Regions from separate parts of the Anas platyrhynchos genome. Here region 2 is linked to region 1. Evidence: chromatin contacts called from public Hi-C data. All regions are on one chromosome and are shown on one strand. The core of a region is the stretch at or near the end of the contact, and the rest is flanking DNA. Distances in the headings are between cores, read along the strand shown. Region 1 has its middle 180 kb from the start of SNAI2. Region 2 holds the start of SNAI2 (snail family transcriptional repressor 2).

Evidence for each region. Hi-C and Micro-C count contacts between places; a contact is called where the count stands out from the background.
Region 2: a contact with region 1 is called in a Hi-C map of F5 follicle, with 5 times the contacts expected there. The contact joins the promoter of SNAI2 here to the enhancer-like site in region 1. A contact is called at or near these places in 2 of 8 Hi-C or Micro-C datasets (F5 follicle and subcutaneous adipose tissue).

Annotation. Positions count from the first base shown.
Region 1 is chr2:46,631,227-46,634,189 of IASCAAS_PekinDuck_T2T, forward strand. No RefSeq gene overlaps it. Among named protein-coding and RNA genes, the nearest start is that of SNAI2, 180 kb to the right of the region's middle. Within about 2 kb of position 1,460, at least 6 of the 8 cell types and tissues checked have an H3K27ac peak or open chromatin away from gene starts, as enhancers often do. A contact at or near this core is called in F5 follicle, where this site is marked.
Region 2 is chr2:46,814,325-46,817,287 of IASCAAS_PekinDuck_T2T, forward strand. SNAI2 (snail family transcriptional repressor 2) reads right to left here and starts at 1,484. Exons shown (of 3, transcript XM_005010199.6): 1 at 1,164-1,484; 2 at 56-601. The coding sequence starts at 1,242. It overlaps LOC119715952 (a long non-coding RNA gene), which reads left to right and starts at 1,544. Exons shown (of 4, transcript XR_005263505.2): 1 at 1,544-1,658.

The DNA of each region.
Region 1 (2,963 bases), core at 210-2,709:
TTTACTGTATGTTTGGATGGATTTGGTTAGTTTATTGCACTGCTCTGGCTTTCTTGAGGCATGCTGGTTGGCTCAACTCCAGGACTTCTTTAGTCTTACTCTGTCCCAGCAGTGGGTCACTTTGTCCCACAAATTATAAACTTGCAGAGAATGCACTTAGTTTCTGATGTGAGATGGAAGACAGGTTAACAGCGAAAACAGATGAACTTTTGTTTACTAGTATAAATTCATTGAATAATTTAGGTTGGAGGGGCCCCTTGGAGCTCCTCTAGTGCAATTGCTTGCTCAAAGCATTGCTAACTTTGAAGTTGGAGCATGTTGCTTAAGACATTTTCCACAAAGTTTTGAGTATCTGTAAGGGTGAAGATGCGACAGCCTCTCTGGGGCACCCTTCTCTTTTTTTCCCTTTCCTTTTCCTTTTCCTTTTCCTTTTCCTTTTCCTTTTCCTTTTCCTTTTCCTTTTCCTTTTCCTTTTCCTTTTCCTTTTCCTTTTCCTTTTCCTTTTCCTTTTCCTTTTCCTTTTCCTTTTCCTTTTCCCTTTCCCTTTCCTTTTCCTTTTTTTTCTTCTTCTTCTTTTTTGTTTTTCCTTTGCCAGTCTTATTGTGAATATTCTTTTTCCTCATACATGAAAGTTCCCTTGCTGAGACATGCATCCAGTGACATCCATTGACATCCTTTGATGTGCACTTCCAAGAACAGTTTCTCAGTGACCACCCATTAGGTAGGTGAAAATGGAAGTGAAACCCTCTCCTTTAGCTCTCCCTTTTCCAGGCCAAACAAATCCAGCTCCCTCAGCTGTCCTTACATGTCATGTTTTGCAGCCCCTTGTCCACCTTGGTGGCCCTCAGCTTGACTTGCTCCAGTTTGTCAGTGTCCCAGAATTAGATACAGTATTCCAGATGTGGTCTCACAAGTGCTGAATAGAGGGGAATAATAATTTCCTTTGAGTTGCTGCCTATTTTCTTAATAAAGCAGCCCAGTATGAGGCTGGATTTTATTGCTGCAAAGGTATACTGCTGACTCATGTTCAGTTTTCCCTTCAGGAGTCCCAGGTCCTTTTTGTGAAGCTGCTCTCTAATCAGTTGGCACCCAGGCTGTCCCAGATGCAGGACTCAGTATTTGCCTTTATAACACATCATGACTTCAGGTATAACTTTAGATACAAATGCTCGTTTTTCAAACACAACGCATGACTGCAAATAGAATGACCTGTTTGTACATGTGTCCACCAGGTTTATAGACATATTTTGCTCACTTTTTATTCACAAAGTAGCCTCATTTTTTAATGGAGAATAAAAACAAAGTAAAATTCTAGAACTTTAACATATATGCAGAGGAATTTCTTTGGATGTATTTCGAACACTTCTAAAGATAAACTTCTCCTTTGGATAGGGTTCTGTTTTATTTTTCCCTTGCTCTCCTTGACTTTTCCCATTCTTAGATAAGAGCAGTGAGAACTGCATGAGGTATATTGGCATAATCAGTAACACAGACTTGTCTGGACCTCAGGAGATAAGTCTGCACTGTATCAGCAGACGGCACCTAAGAATGCTTTTCAAAGAAAAAAAAGTCCCCTCTATCTTTCAAAGGGAGCTTCCTTCTGTTGTCTTTATTGGAGGTCAGATTGCTGATCGGCCTCCTCCAGAGCTGGAGAAATTCCTCTGAAGACCCCTTAAATTGCATTTCAATTATACATGAGGCAGTACTGGCAAGCCCATTTTATTTCCAAGCTGCCCCGTCACTTCTCAGAGGCGATGTGGTCTTGGAACCCTTGTTGCAGGTAAAAAACAAAACCCCTCTTCTGGTAGTCTGAAAGAGAAAATGTTCCTGAAAAGGCATATCTAACTGATTTAGAGAGAATCAAGTGCTCTCTGTAAACAGTGTTTGCACAGTGTAAATCTCTCACAAATTAGGCACCCAAAGGAATGTGTTAATCAGCAAGGAGTTACAAGGGAACATCAATCTTTAGTGGCTAGTAACTACAGAAGACAAAACATTCAGAATAATTTGATGTTTACAGACTTAAAATGTTCCAAATTTTATTTCGCAATTTACAATACAGAATAAGGGTTCTAATTTCAGCTGTGCTGATGGATGCAAAGAATTTGAAAATCAGCAGAGGTAGGAGAGGCCTAAGGAAGATCTTTTAAATCTAGCCTGCTTTAAAAAATAAAGCAGTTACTAAGATGGAATGAGATGGATTGAAAATGCTGTGGGATTAATCAAATGCCAGACCCCAGTGTGGGTTTGGGTTGTGTGTAAATTTTGTTTGGTCTTTCCCAGCTCCGTGAGAGGTGAAGTTTCTAGCATTCTTGTGGGAGATCCAGTACTTCATACTGTTTTGTCATTCTTTCAGAGATCTGGAGTTTGTCCACTATTTCCTGCAGAGAAAACCTTGGTAAAAAGTCATCGAGAGAATCCCAGTAAAGAGAACTGCATTTTGGGAAAAATTAATTGAGAAATTTTGTTCCGGTGTGTTAATAGACACACCAAGTTATATCTTTATTGATTCCGGCTTATTTCCTCTACATAAAATAAGACTTTTTACTGTCTTTGATAATAAAACTTTTACCAGACTCTTTTACTATTGTTATTGGGAGAAGACCTTACAGTATATAAATACTAGTGCAAGAATGAAAAATACTGGGCAGAAACTTTAGAGAAAGATACAAGTGGAAGTTAACCTTTGTTATGTGCAACTAACATGTATGAAAACATAATATGTTTGTTTTTCAGTTTCCTATCACATTTTCCATCTGTTTTCTGCAAGGCTCTTAAACTTCCACTTCCTCTGTGCAGTTTTGTAATATTCCCATTCACAGGAAGTAAGAGGAAGAGCTCTATGAGGGATATGTTACAAATAGACTGTATGTAGGTGTTGGGCTAAAATAACTGGCCTCCAGCTTGATCTGCTATGAACTGAAGACTCTTCAATAGAATTCTGAAATTCAGCTTGTTTGTTA
Region 2 (2,963 bases), core at 234-2,733, 180 kb after region 1:
AAGGCATTCTGATGATATAGCAACAACAGCCTGCAATTGTAATGGTTGTTCTTACCAGTGTGGGTTCTGATGTGTCCTTGAAGTAGCCAGGGTCTGGAGAAAGCCTTGCCACAGATCTTGCAGACACATGGTAGTGTGTGGGTCCTGATGTGCATCTTAAGCGCTCCCAGGCTGACATACTCCTTGTCACAGTACTTGCAGCTGAATGATTTCCTAGACTGGGCATCACAATGCAGCTGCTTATGTTTGGCCAACCCAGAGAAAGTTGAATAGGTCTTGTTGCATAAACTGCACTGAAACTTTTCAGCTTCGATTGCATGGGGGTCTGAAAGCTTTGACTGGATTCTCTCTTCTTCATCACTAATGGGACTTTCTGAACCGCTGTGATCTTTGGAGGAGGTGTCAGAAGGTGGAGGTGGGCTGACTCTTCCCAAAGATGAAGGGTATCCAGAAAGTGGAGAGAGGTCATTAGGTAGTGGAGACGGTAGCAGCCCGGTTGTAGTCCACACAGTAATGGGGTTGTAAGCTACAGAGCTCAGGATCTCTGGCTGTGGTATGATAGGGACTGGATAGCTTTCATACAGGTATGGGGATATAATCACTGGAGAAAGAAGAAAATTTTAAGGTAAGAGAACTGAAAAGTACTTCAGAAGGCAGCAAAATTAACATTTGTGGGATTAAAAAAAATGCATAAATCAAAAACTCAGTACGGTTGTCTGAATATAGGGAGGACTAAGGAAATACTACTTGATACATACATACTGATGGGTAGAGACAGCATTATAGTTCGAGTTATAGTTTGAGTCTCTTCGAGGCAGCATGCTCTTTCTAAACCTATGCAGCCTGATACACTGAAGCAGTGAAACTTCCTGAAGGAATTGCATAAAAGTTTCAATTCCATTTCCAACAGATGTAGAACAGGAAAACTCCAAATCCTCTTATAATAACTGAGTTCAAGTGGATGAGCAAACTTTGTGATTCATTCTGCGGAGCACTGACATATTTCTCAGAACTCTCTCGTTGTAAGCAAAAGATAAAAGAGCTAGCAGTGAACTAACCCATTCTCCAAAGCCTGTAAAAGCAATCCCACCCCTCCTCTTTACCGCCACACCATAAACACAACCTCAGAAGCAAAGCGGCGGCCATCGATCTCGTTTTGTTACCTGTATGAGTGTCCAGTTCGCTGTAATTTGGCTTCTTAGATGAATTGAAATGCTTCTTGACCAGGAAGGAGCGTGGCATTTTGAATGCAGGGTTTCTCCTTCTTCCAGAGCCTCCTTTCGGATTCGTGTAACGGTGCCCAGCTGGTGTGCAGCACGCACGCACACTATCACTGCTGGTGCATCGGTCCCTATCGCATTGTCTGCCCCGCGCCGTCCATGCACTCTGCTTGTGTAGTGGCAGTGCAGAGGCGCCTTGAAAAGTGCTGTAAATACCCACAAGTCAGGTGCAGGGGGGAAGGGTTTTCTGCTCCTCCAATCACTTCTGGATGTTCTCAAGCACTTTTCCAAACAGCCTGTTTTTTTGGGAGGGCTCCTCGCAGGACGGATCCAATCCCTGCTCGGAGGCTTTGCTTCAGGTTTCAGCTCCTCCCGCTGGAGACAGCTGTGAACAGAGGAGCTAGTCTGTTGTCAGAGCACATTATCCTGCTGCAAAGTGTATGTTGCTTTTCAGAGTTTCTGTCTAGAAAACCGTGTTGGTCATAGTGTTTCTCTCTCTCTTTTTTTTTTTTTTTTCATAATTATTTTATTTTATTTTATTTTTTTAAAAAGGTCAGTTTACTGGTTCAGCTGACCCTCCTTTTTTTTTTTTTTGTTCTTGGGTAAGTCACGTGTACTAAAAGACTTTTTTTTTTTTTTTTTTTAAATCTATGTGGTGTGTAAAAATTTATCTGTCTGGTTTCCAGATGCTTGATATAAGAATTACAATGGAACAAACTGTTCATTAAGGGCAGAAGGGGGGGACCTTACAAGATAACAAACTAGCCAGCAGAGCTAATGGAAGGTTTTGAACAGACTGTGTGCCGCTCTGTTTGGGAGCCGCCTTTGAAAAGTTGTGTTCAGGAAATGCTGGAGACTAGCAGCATGCTTCCCTAACCTGGCCCTTCCAGGCAGAAAAGCCAGCAAGATACTTCAAATGAGTCAAAGCAGAGGGAGCAGCCCATGAAAAGGCAACATATTTCAGAGCTGGGTGATAGGTTTTATATGTTACACACATGCATACTGCTTCAGACTGTCCATATGATGGATACTTTAATTTTTTACTTTAAAAATCTGCAGAATGCAAAACCCCGACCTTTCCTTCTTTGGGAGTAGTTATGTCACTCTTTTGCCTATCCTCTTAGAGCATTGCCAAGGAAATTTTCCTAATTATCCAAAGCAGTCAAAAGATGCACAGATAAGCAAAACCCCCAAAATTATAGACTGGGTAATTTAAATGTCTCTTAAATGTAATTCTCCATTAGTATATTTAGGACCTCTTGAATTCCTATGAAGGTATAATCTGAGTTATGTATTTCATTTAGGATGAAAGTCTCTCAAATGTGCCACAGAATTTTCTGGTTATCTAGATTGATTTTGAGAAGCCATTTAGTCACAGATATGATTTTTAATTTTAAAACATTTGCATTTTGAAAATGTGGACGGCTGAGCACTGGAGGATTTTTAACAGACCACACTTTGACTGAGTCCTGCTCTGTCCTCCCCCCCTCTCTTCCCCCTTTGCGTCTTAACTCCACCTGCCTGGGCACATATTGGTATGCCGTGCCGGCGTGCCGCTAGGGCTCTGTCCTGTTGGGAGGGGTGTTGCACGGAGACCACCCCAGCCTTTTTTTTTTTTTCTTTTGCAGCAGGTGTTGGAATAGAGACATGAAAAAAAAATCTCTCTCTGGTTCTGTTAAGACACGTAAGAGCAAAGTGCTTTGTCAAGCTGCATGACTTCTTAATCTTTGGGATGCCAAAACA